Regions from separate parts of the Mus musculus genome. Here all the other regions are linked to region 3. The links are chromatin contacts, called in public ChIA-PET and promoter capture Hi-C maps. All regions are on one chromosome and are shown on one strand. The core of a region is the stretch at or near the end of the contact, and the rest is flanking DNA. Distances in the headings are between cores, read along the strand shown.

Region 1 (2,700 bases), core at 195-2,694, 150 kb before region 3:
TGTGTGTGTGTGTGCATATACATACATGCACATGCATAAATGCATATGTAGAATGCATATGAGGGTCAGATGTCAACTTACAGTAATCAGTTTTTTCTTCCTATCATGTGAGTTTCAGGGATTGAACTCAGGTCATCAGGATTGGCATCAAGTACTTTTTAAGGTTGAGCTATCTCACTGCTCCTGATTAATATCTTCAAACTTTAGACACAAAGTGAAAGACCAGGAAAAATTCAGACCCCCTAGCACCAAGAATGTAGGTTATCCAGTTCAGTGACCTTGTTCCAGGACCTGGCCGACCACAAAAGTTAGATTAAAGTCTTGAGAACAATCTTGAGAAGCAGGGAGTTTCCCCTTGTGATTTTTAGTACCCGCTTGTGATTCTTCACTCGTATTTTCCGCATTTTCCAATAATACCCTCCCTTCCCCCTTGGGTTGTGTTTCTTTCCTTTAAATATCCCCTTTCCCAGCTACTCAGGGTCGAACTCCTCTACCCCTGCGTGGGATACGAGTTGACCCCAGTGGGCTGGTTCCTGTCAATAAACCTTGTGCAATTGCAGCAAGGACGGTCTCTTGTGAGACCATCCTTCTTGGGGGGGTCGCGTCATCCTGAGACTTGAGTGAGGTTCTCCCCTCTTCGGGGGTCTTTCAAAAGTAGCAAGTATGGTGTTATAGAATTAGAACATGACCTTTAAAATGTTCTTGCTGAATGTTTAGAAAGTCTTTTTAATAAAATGGAAAATAAAATCAAAACCCCAGAAAAGAACCACAAAACATAGTTTCCATGCAAATGAGGTCAACAGTCATTGTCACCCAACAGCAAAAAGGGGGGGAGGGAATTCATGCATATCAAAAGTCCATCTGAAGATAAAGTCACTCCTATAGTTTTACATTCACATTGAGACCAAGGCAATCCTGATACTGTTTTGCCTGAATCTGTTCCTCTCAAATGTGCTTTACTTCCATGTTTGAAGCAGGGAGTAGGCAGAGCAGAAGGTTAAGATCTCTCTGCGTGTGGGACAGTGTGTAAGGATCTGCTGTCCCCTCTGTCTCCTCCTGTCTGTTCTGCTCCTCCACACCCTCCTTCTAGCCTTGCTTACCCTCACTCTGCAAACACTCAAGAGGGTGGGTGTCTGGAGTTATTTGGTTGAAAGATTTTGCTTTTTTTAAAATGTGACTCTTAGAAAACTAACTTGCTTCTACATATTTATATATTCTTCTGAATAAAGCTGCTTAAAACCACATGATATTATAGAGAATTTAAGGACCTTGACTTTGTCCTAATTGACAGAGTAAAGTAGGAACCAAATTCTACAACTTTCTAAGAAGCCCGGTGTTAGGTATCCACAACTCCCTAAGATAGAATCAGTGCAGTCTCCAGAAGAGCTGTGAGGCATTTTTTATAGTGAATGGCAGAAGGAAGGATGTAGCCTGTGGTGTGACATGAGTCACTATGTGAATGGCAGAAGGAAGAAGGTAGCTTGTGGTATAAGATGAATCACAACATCCAGCTCATTGCTCTGTTGCTAAATTTAAAAATAAAATTTGATTGGAAACAACACTGCTTAGGGAAGATAGCCTGAGGACATACGGTACATGTTTTCTTCTCTCTGCTCTCTGATGTCTACCCTAGCCACTTCAGTGCTACAAGTGGACACAGGTTTATTTTCAGAGGCTACACACTGTCACATTTATTGACTGTCTTGTCCAGAAATTCTTCATTTCATCACTGAAAATAATCCCATATTCTGGGAAACCGTTCAGCTTTTTCACTGTAATGTTATCATCTGTCTTTGCTACAGGATCACTGTAGCTTTATGCCAAGCAGGGGAAAAGCTATCTACTCATTTTCAACATACTTTGGAGCTTGTATTCAATATTTTTATGTAAACCCTTAAAGTCTTCATAGAACAAAGCAAATACTGTCAGGTAGAATATAAAATTTACATAATTAATTCTTTAAAAAACTTTCACTTTATAAGTGATATGTCTCATGCATGTGTGTGTACTATGTGTATACCTAATATACACAGAAGCAAGAAGGAGACACAAGGTCCCTGGAACTGGAATTACAGGCACTCATGAGGCGCCCTGTGGGTGGTGTGAACTGTATCCAGATCTTCTGTGAATGCTCCTAATAGCTGAGCTGTCTCTCTAGCCCTTATATTTACTTCTTTCTCTTAAACAGAAACACACAACTTGACATTGTACATAACCTTCTTAGAGCACATGGTAAGTACTAACACACATTTTACCTTTATATCCTTGTTCCGTCTCCCTGAGATCAATTTTGGTTATTGGTTTGAAATCAGTGTCCCATAATCGTATGCAACCATCTCGCCCACCAGTAGCAAAGCCTTCTTCACAAGCATACAGGCTGAAGATCCCAGCCTGTCAATTATAAGAGGTAGAATTCAATCCCACAGTCACAAATGTCATTGTTGCTGAATCTCCATGATTAAAAATAACAGAGCAAAACTAATTAAAGCAAATGCTGTTTTCTGTTGAAATCTGACAGCAGATCAACATACTTCATCTCAGCTGGATTGCAGTAATTACAGCCACCACCAGGAAGCAAAGCAATTCCAACACATCTAATTTGATAACATTGTTACCGCTACCACCCAAAATGTTAGTTATGAGTGCCTTAGTAAAAGCAGATACAGAATCACATTTCTATATGACAACTGAGTCTTCTGA
Region 2 (2,700 bases), core at 119-2,618, 200 kb before region 3:
CATAGACAGCACCCCGGTACCGTATGTAGTATGAAGTGTCAGGATGTGAGGGGCCCAAGATTCTCTCCCGTATCAGCAGCGCCTGCATCCGCATCTCATCAGGATCTGTAATGAGGGCTTCCAACTCTTGAGGCGTAGTCACCTCCCTGGAATAGTCATAGGCCAGAACCAGTTGCTGGGGCTCTGGCTTAGGGAGGAAGCCTCCACCCTGGTGGCGGAGTTCCATCGCCCTTCTCCAGTGCTTCAGGGCTCCAAGCAGATCCCTTTTCTTATCCACATAGGTGGCACCCAGCAGCTCCAAAGCTTCCACAGCCGCTTCCCGGCTGGTAGGGCAGCAGCTCTCATACTGTTCTGCATCTTCTGGGGTGGAGCAGTGGTTTCCTGCCATCTGGGAGGAGCCTTCTCCAGGAAGCTCTGTCCCTGAGAGCTGCTCGTGGCTCGGCTGTTCCTGGATGAGGTACTCCACGATGTTGGTGTGCCCAGTGATGCTGGCGGCCAGCAGCGGCGTCATGCCATAGCCGTCGCGCTCCATGCGCGCGTGGCAGCTCAGCAGCAGTTGTAGGATCTCCAGGCTGCCAGATTCTGCACAGTCGTGCAGGGCGGTGTTGCCCTTGGCGCTGCGCCGGTTCACCTGTGCGCCGCGCTCCAGCAGGTAGCGTGCGATCTCGCGGTGGCCCTTGTAGCAGGAGATCATAAGGCACGTGTGGCCGTGGCGATTGGCCACCTCCAGGTCCGCCTTGTGCTCGCCCACCAGGCAGCGCACCACGTCCAGGTGGCCGTTGAAGCAGGCGGCGCGCAGCGGTGTGGAGTTGGTGCACGTGGTGCGGTTGACCGAGGCGCCTCGGTGCAGAAGGCTACGCACCACGGCCAGGTGACCCGCGGCCGACGCTGCCCAGAGCGGCGGCGCGCCCTCGATGGTCTCGCCATCGAAGTGCACAGAGCCACTCGCCTCCACGCTGGCGCCGCAGTGGTCCACCAGATACTCCACCACGTCTAGGTGTCCACGGCGCGCTGCGATTAGCAGTGGCGTTCCACCGCCGGCCACCTCACCCAGCAGCTCCTCCAGCTCCTCACGCCCACGGCTGGCCAACAGTTTCTGCAGCAGAGGCAGCTTGCCGTCGTGCGCCGCATTGTACACCGCTGTGTGCAGATCCATGCTGGAAGCCTCGCTGCTGGATCTAGCCGGGCCGCCGGTCGCCAGAGACATCCTTCACCTTCTCCAGGGCTGTCATCTTAGCGGTTCTCCTGCTTCTGTTAAATCTTGATTGTCTGTCTGCCCCAGTGTGTGGTTTTAGGATATAAATGAGAATATAAACTGGACCCAGCATCAAAACTGTCCTGGTTTGAGTCCACTAGTTGTTAGGATTCTGTTTGGACTTCACCCCCACAGTTACTTGGCAACAGCCAGGTAGGCCTGGCTCACTATAAAATGGTGGTCCCTCAGAGAGAAGGGATGCCTCTACATGGGCCGGCTGAGACACCACCTTCCTCCATACCTCACCACACCTCCATAGGGCATATCCTTATATTTCTTTATTTTTTAATAATCATAACATTGTGCCGTGAGTCAGATCTAAAATCTCTTCAAGTTTACATCCCATCTCAGCCACAACAAGAGAACTCCCTAGCCCAAGATCTGGTAAGCCCCCATCCTTTCCCATCTCTATGGTCCCAGGGGAGAGTTCTTGAGATAGGAGATACCCCTGTGTTGTCCTTGAGGATGGGAGACATCCAGTTTTTCCCTTGGGTGAGATTTCCCTCTCCTTAGAGACAGTTTCTTTCTTGCGTCTGAGAACTTCAGGCTGGGCCTGGACCACTGCTCTCTGGCTCAACAGCACCAGGGCTCTGAGCATTAGACTTTCCCTTCTCCCCTCCCTCATTTACAACCTGCTGCAGACTAGTTCAACAGGTTTACCTGCCTGCCTGATCCTACTTACTGCCCTTCCTGCCCCCTATGAATGTAGAGAGCTTTTAGTACCACTTATAAAAATTTGGCAAGTACTTGTCACTGGGCTCAAGGCAGTAGGCTCAGATAAGAATATTCACATTTGGGCTGATGCAAGGATCAAGGTAAACTCAGCCAAGGAAGGTGTGACTTCCTTTTTGTCCTGGTCATCCTGATAAGCCCCCAGACCCAGTGACTGGGGGTGGGGGGTGGGGGGGAGGATTTTGTTTATTGCTTTGTTTGATTACTACCTGGTGTGATCTCTTAGTTCTTTGCCTTATTTAATCACTTTGTCTTTGACTAAGAACTGACCTTATTCTCTGCTAGTACCTAGCATGGTGTAAAAGCTGCTGTTAAAGCCACTGCAGCCTCAGCTGGAGCCATGTTATAATGTTCTCTAACTGTTCTTTTCTTCTCACTTGCTGCCCTTCCCCTCTGCTCCTTAGCTCTGCTCCTGGTTCTCAGCCTGAAAAGTAGGTCCCTGCCCCTTACATCCTGCCAGAGTTCCCATCTGTTAGATTTGACAAAGTCAAATGGGCCCAAACCAACCACGCAGTTCCACTCTTCCTGCTACGAGCCTGCGGAAGCTCACAAACACACACTGGCATTCGATGGATAAGGAGTTTTTCCAGTCAGCAGGAGGGCTGACTCTAATTTCCCAGATAGGGCCTGGCCAGCTTTTTTTTTTTTTCTGGGGGCTAAAGGGTTGACATTTCACAGCCACTGTCCTTATGACCAACTTCCCAGGTGACATA
Region 3 (2,768 bases), core at 208-2,707:
TGATAAGCCGACACCGCGCGACCCCCGGGTGCCCCGAGCGCCGACTCTGTCCTCTTCAAGGCTCGAGCTGCGACGGACCTGCAAGGGCTCAGGGTACAGCACCGGGCGCCAATTTCCGCGGCGACGCACAGACACAGCCCAGCACGCTGGCCGCCACCATCATCTGCTGCTGCGGGAGAGGAGCCGCCGACGCCGGTGCACAGCAGCAAGACCCCGCTGGGCTCCCCGACTCCTTCTCCCGGGGTCAAGCGGGCCTCGAGGGTACCAGTACCCGCACACACGCCTCACTGCACCTGCGGGCTTTGGGCGGCGGGAGAGGTTCTCCCCGGGGTCACCCGGCCTTTAAAATCAGAGATCTGCATATCCAGACACGGATTACCAGTTCTCCAAGTTTGAGGAGCGCGGGGGGCTTCGCAGCAGGCGGTGGGATTTATTCTGTGACAGGTCTGATCTGACAGGCAGACGGTTACTCCGGTTTACTGCTTTGCCATCACCGTCCTTGGATCCGAAACTGACAGTCTATATCTAGGATGCGAGAACGAGGAAGAGAAAGAATTTTTGCATGTCACCCAGCACAAGAAAATAATTACCAAACTAAAACCAAGTTGTGGGATTTTTGTTTGTTTATTTTTGGTTTTTTTTTTTTTTGATTGTCCACATTTCTCCTTCCATATCCACCTTAATTATAGGAAATACTCCCTAAACACTTCTGGCCGGTAGTTGCTGCTCCAATTTGCAGTAACACTTGCTGTTTCCTCTATAAAGCCAGGGTGAATATGCAATGGTCATTCTTTTAGATGTTCCAATTAGCTGTCATATATGTGTTTAAAATCCAAACCCTCTATGCGCCTTCTCTTCACAGAGAAAATCATAAAAACAAATAAATACTTAACAGCTCTCCCCTAATTAAAGACTCCAATTGCAAGTGTCATAATTTTTTTTTCTCTGAATCGGAGGAAATCCGGCTACCTACAAATGCTCCCGATCGAAAAATAATAATAAAAATAATAAAATAACAGCAACAATAATAAAGTGTCAAAAAAAATCATGCTCCTCTCCCCACGGAGATTTGAGCTAGCTATGAGACCCAAGGGCTCTAGGATCTTGCCTTTAGGTTGGCAGGAGGGGGGGCGGGGTCTCCCGTGGAGCCCGGGTGTCAGCGACACCCCATGCTCAACCTGGCGCCCACTTTTGCAGATCTGAGGGTTGGTAGCCCCAGGTACACCTGGCTCAGGCTCTACGGTCCTAGCGAGTTCCTGCACTCCCACCCGGACCAGCCTCGCACGTAGCATCCCTGCTTTCTCCGCCTCTAACCTCTGCTGCCGGCCTTGCGTCCAGGATCTCGCACCAGCCAGCGAAATCCTCTGCCTGCCCTCCCTCCCTCCCCGCGCTCCCGGGTTAGGTTTCGTCACCGGGGATCTGGGGACCAGCTCTTCCTCCTTCCCTGGCTCCAGGGGCGGGGCCAGCGCAGGGAAGAGTTACGCGGCGAAATTGCGCCGGTTCGGAAACGCAGACGCCTCCTAGGGCCGAAACCTCACCTCCCTTTGCCCGCCTGTTCCCTATGCATCTTGGAAATCGTAGTCCTCTGTAAACCAGCTGCTGAGGCGAGCGCCTCTAGTGTACTACAAGTCCCAGGATTCCATGCATCCGCAGGGCCTTAGTACCGGTGCCAGGGAAGTCTGCGTTTCTCCTATCGGACCCAGCAACTCACCCAGAATGGCGTTGGTGTTCCATGGTGACCCAGGCCAGCGGCATGCGCGTCTGTGCTGAAAGCAGAAAAGATGACGTGGAAAAAAATTCAGGGGCTTTCCTCAGGACTTTCACTTGCGCCAGTCCCAGAGGATTGCTGTAGCCCATCTCTTTCCTTGTTGCAGCACTTGACTAACGCTGTTTCCTACTTCAGTTTCCCCTATTATTCCAAAGGATTCTGATTTATCCAAGTGCAGTGTTACAAAGTTTAAGAAAAATACAGTGGCGTGTGGTCACTCTGTCATGTGTAGGGAAATAAGCGCCTTCCTGTGACCTGCCTTGTGCCCATGCAATAAATTTGGCCGTAAAAAACAGAAGCCAGTGGCTATTCTAAAACTACCTGGAATAAACTAATTTATTCGTTCTGATTTTCAGATTATGGCCGCAGCCAACTTTTGAGAACAGATTTTATAATCCACTTGACTAAGAAGCTACGAAAGGTTGATACTTTTGACTCTTCTGTGTTCAAGATGTTTCTTTATCTACGTGGAGTTTTAATAGGATGCTGTCCTGGTAGGAAAGGCAATGCTATAGATAAGCACCTAAGTGTAGTGAGCTGTTGCCTACAATGTTGAAGAGAAATTGAATACACTTCATATTTTCTGAGAAAACAGAGTCAACAAATTCGAGGAGGTCTCTCTCTCGCTCTCTCTTTAAGACAGTAAGGACACTACTAAACATTAAAACATGGCTTAGAGGGGCTTGAAATGTCTTGGTCTGCTTTCTATTCCTTTAATCATTTATGCAGAATTTTGTTTGTTTGTTTGTTTGGTTGGTTGGTTGTTTGGTTGATGATTCTAGAGGCAAGGAAAACCAAGAACATTGCGCTCATCATCTGATGATGGGCTTAACTACATCCTATGCTGGTAGAGGGCATCACATAGCATGATAGAACGAGAATGCTAACTCCTGTGTCTTTTTAAAGCCATTAGTGTCATGGTCGACCCAACCTCATTGACTTATTGATTTATCTAATGCTGACTAACTCACAGAAGCCTTATCTCCAAATACCATTAACA
Region 4 (2,700 bases), core at 4-2,503, 160 kb after region 3:
AAACTACTTTTTTCCAGCTGGGTATTATTCAGTCTGTTGATAGGTTAAGTGTGCCCTTTAGAATTCCCCACAAATCTGTCTAATACCTACAAAGAATGATCAAGTATACAATGGCTTACAGCAAAAACTAAAATCCTATCCACACAGGCTGACAGCTGTGTGTACTATGACTTGTTTTGTGTTGCCACCTATTAGAAAATAGGGTTTTAGGGCCTGGGAAGATAGCTCAGGTAATAAATTACTTGCTCTGAAGCATGGACTGGAGTTCTATCCCTAGAAACCATGTCAAAACAACAACAAAGTACATATGCAAACCACTCAGGCAGTATGTACTTACGGTGCTCACCACTGGGGAGGTTGAGACAGACAGATCTTTAGTAGTTTCTGACCAGCCAGTCCAGCCTAATTAATAAGCACCAGGCCAGTAAGACCCATCTTAAAAAACAAACAAATTGGGCTAGACATGGTGATACACAGTTTAACTCCCAGCATTTTTGAGGCACAGGCAGAGGGAAAGGCAGAGGAGTCTCTGTAAGCCAGCCTAGTCTACATAATAGAGTTTCACAACAGCCAGGATTGCATAGAAAGACCCTGTCTCAAAAAATAAACAATAAGAAACAAAACAAAACAAACAAATCTGACTTGAGATGGTCACTGCGACTCATGCCTGCTACCCTAGAACTTGAGACACTGAGGCAGGAGGATGACCAGTCTATACAACAAGATCCTGTGTCAAGATTTAAAAAAAAAAAAAGCTAACAACAAAATTTTAAAAAAATATCACTTGACAGACTCCTGGGAAATGACTTCTGGCCTCTACAAGCACGCATCTATGTGTACGTAAGTGTGTGCCTGCACATAATTAACATGTATACACATACACACACAGACACAAAGGAAAGGAAACATAGCCATTTTCAAGAAATGTTGAAAAGAGCTTTGTCTTGATACAATTTCCGCCACTGGTAGCTACCTGCTCGATTTGTCAGTTGCTGGCTCTCTCTTTTCTCTAGACATATTTCACCTCACAAGCCTCAGATTTCTTAACCCACAGGACAGAAAAAACACCTACCTCACTGGGCGTCTGAAAGGGTAAATAATGTGTGTGTGAAGGTACCTCATATTTCTTTCTTAAACTCACATTCAATGCAGAAGTTTGTGGTTTGACTTTGAAGCCACAGGTTATCAGTATAAGAAGTACAATGTGGTGGCAAGGGTGTGGCTTCCAATTCCAAACCGGATGACACCAGTCATACTTTTCATAGTAGCACTGGTTTACCGCGGCCTCCACGAGCATGACCCATCCTAATACAAAGGGTGGATAGCTCAAGCAGCAGCATGCTAGTAACTGGTGGCTTTCTGACCTGGGCTAGAAGAGCACCCCTCCAGAAGAAGGAAGGAAACACTGTCCTAGGACAGAGCAATGTAGTTATACTCTGTCAGAGAGAGAGGGAGAGACAAAGAGGCAGGTGGGGAGGGAGAATAAACTGCAGGGACTGTTGCTAGACAACTTCCGCATGCTGGCCACACCCAAGCACACCTCCGTTCTCTGGGATGGAGTTTGTGTGAAACAATGGTTTAAAGCTACAATGGCTTTGTGCTCAACCCGGTGCAGATGCCAGCTCTACCACTAGCAGTTACTCAACAGTGGGCAAGTTACTTCTTTCCTCATATGTAAATATGGATCATTTCTGTTCTTATCTGGAGAATTCTTCGGAATGCATAACAGGTGTGATGGCACTGGGGGACTGAGGCAGCAGGACCATGATTTCCAGTTCTATAGTAACACCTGTCTCAAGAGACCAACACAAATAACAGAACTGACTAAGTCAACAGTGTACTCAGTAAAAGTTACCACTGCCAATAGAACGAAGCCTTTTACACCAGCAGGAACCTGAGCAACTGAGTTGGCTTTTGTCTTCCCCTTTTCACAGAGGGTCGACATACAAGAATGGAGCTGATTCTCACAGCAACCTAGGAGAGATGGCCTCTGCTCTGCAAGTGTGTGTAGTCTACCTTTCCTCTTTCAGAGTATCTACTCAAATCCTCAACAAAACTTCCTTCTTGTCTCTTGATTGGTCGGTGAGCTTCCTGAAGGTGGAGAGAGAAACTGTATCCCTGTGAGTCCAGCTGCTTAGTGGAGCTGGAGATAGAAACGCTTCCATAAGCAGAATATTAATCAGAGAATGAATCATGCCTGGTCATTATTCTAATTACCAGGGCTCCTCATGCAAGAGTAGTTTTGTTTTCTTTTTAATGCAAGAAATCTAGTCAAGTTACACTGTAAATTCCTACTAGAAGGGAAGACAACGTAAGATCATACATCAACTTCTGAATTACCAAGAGATCTGTGTCTCACTTCCCTTTTCCTTAAACCCTGAGCACACAACAGGGCTGGATCAATGACTTAATTCAGGAGTTCACAGGAAAAGGAGGTAAGAAAAGTCTGGTAACAGCAGAAGGTGAAAGGGTCCCCAGGGGGTTGGTGTGTGTGTGTGTGTGTGTGTGTGTGTGTGTGTGTGTGTGTGTGTGTGTGCGCGCGCGCACGCGTGTGTGTTAAGGGCTGACCACGGATTCACATCCGTTCCCGTATACTCTATTCCACCTGAGAGGTAAGCACAGAAGACCATCACCACACACTACCCCCACCAAACTGCTCCCACCACTCTAGACTCCCTCCCTCAATACTATCCCTTCTCC

Evidence for each region. Promoter capture Hi-C pulls out the DNA fragments that hold promoters and counts their contacts. ChIA-PET counts read pairs in DNA pulled down with a chosen protein or histone mark.
Region 1: a promoter capture Hi-C map of hippocampal neurons shows a contact between it and region 3, with 2.7 times the contacts expected there. The contact joins the enhancer-like site here to the promoter of Eml6 in region 3. A contact is called at or near these places in 1 of 39 promoter capture datasets (hippocampal neurons), 1 of 15 datasets of contacts at CTCF or cohesin (the NIH/3T3 cell line), 2 of 484 Hi-C or Micro-C datasets (cerebral cortex and nephron progenitors), 5 of 115 datasets of contacts at active chromatin or transcription factors (embryonic stem cells and neural progenitor cells) and 1 of 9 other capture datasets (adipose tissue).
Region 2: a contact with region 3 is called in a promoter capture Hi-C map of embryonic stem cells. The contact joins the promoter of Fem1al here to the promoter of Eml6 in region 3. A contact is called at or near these places in 2 of 39 promoter capture datasets (the HPC-7 cell line and embryonic stem cells), 2 of 484 Hi-C or Micro-C datasets (both in embryonic stem cells), 2 of 115 datasets of contacts at active chromatin or transcription factors (embryonic stem cells and pancreatic cancer cells) and 2 of 9 other capture datasets (liver and pancreatic islet).
Region 4: a contact with region 3 is called in an RNA polymerase II ChIA-PET map of memory CD8 T cells, with 5 read pairs. The contact joins the enhancer-like site here to the promoter of Eml6 in region 3. A contact is called at or near these places in 1 of 39 promoter capture datasets (embryonic stem cells), 1 of 484 Hi-C or Micro-C datasets (embryonic stem cells) and 6 of 115 datasets of contacts at active chromatin or transcription factors (bone marrow-derived macrophages, embryonic stem cells, extraembryonic endoderm stem cells and 2 more).

Annotation. Positions count from the first base shown.
Region 1 is chr11:29,878,392-29,881,091 of GRCm38.p6, forward strand. It overlaps Eml6 (echinoderm microtubule associated protein like 6), which reads right to left. Exons shown (of 42, transcript NM_146016.2): 7 at 2,256-2,391. Among named protein-coding and RNA genes, the nearest start is that of Gm22588, 30 kb to the left of the region's middle. Within about 2 kb of position 1,445, at least 55 of the 459 cell types and tissues checked have an H3K27ac peak or open chromatin away from gene starts, as enhancers often do. A contact at or near this core is called in the NIH/3T3 cell line and hippocampal neurons, where this site is marked.
Region 2 is chr11:29,824,300-29,826,999 of GRCm38.p6, forward strand. Fem1al (fem-1 homolog A like) reads right to left here and starts at 1,369. Exons shown (of 1, transcript NM_176829.2): 1 at 1-1,369. The coding sequence starts at 1,156. The region is part of intron 13 of Eml6 (echinoderm microtubule associated protein like 6); the gene reads right to left.
Region 3 is chr11:30,024,576-30,027,343 of GRCm38.p6, forward strand. Eml6 (echinoderm microtubule associated protein like 6) reads right to left here and starts at 1,458. Exons shown (of 42, transcript NM_146016.2): 1 at 1,315-1,458; 2 at 1-525. The coding sequence starts at 1.
Region 4 is chr11:30,181,723-30,184,422 of GRCm38.p6, forward strand. The region is part of intron 1 of Sptbn1 (spectrin beta, non-erythrocytic 1); the gene reads right to left. Among named protein-coding and RNA genes, the nearest start is that of Sptbn1, 37 kb to the right of the region's middle. Within about 2 kb of position 1,254, at least 136 of the 459 cell types and tissues checked have an H3K27ac peak or open chromatin away from gene starts, as enhancers often do. A contact at or near this core is called in embryonic stem cells, memory CD8 T cells and pancreatic cancer cells, where this site is marked.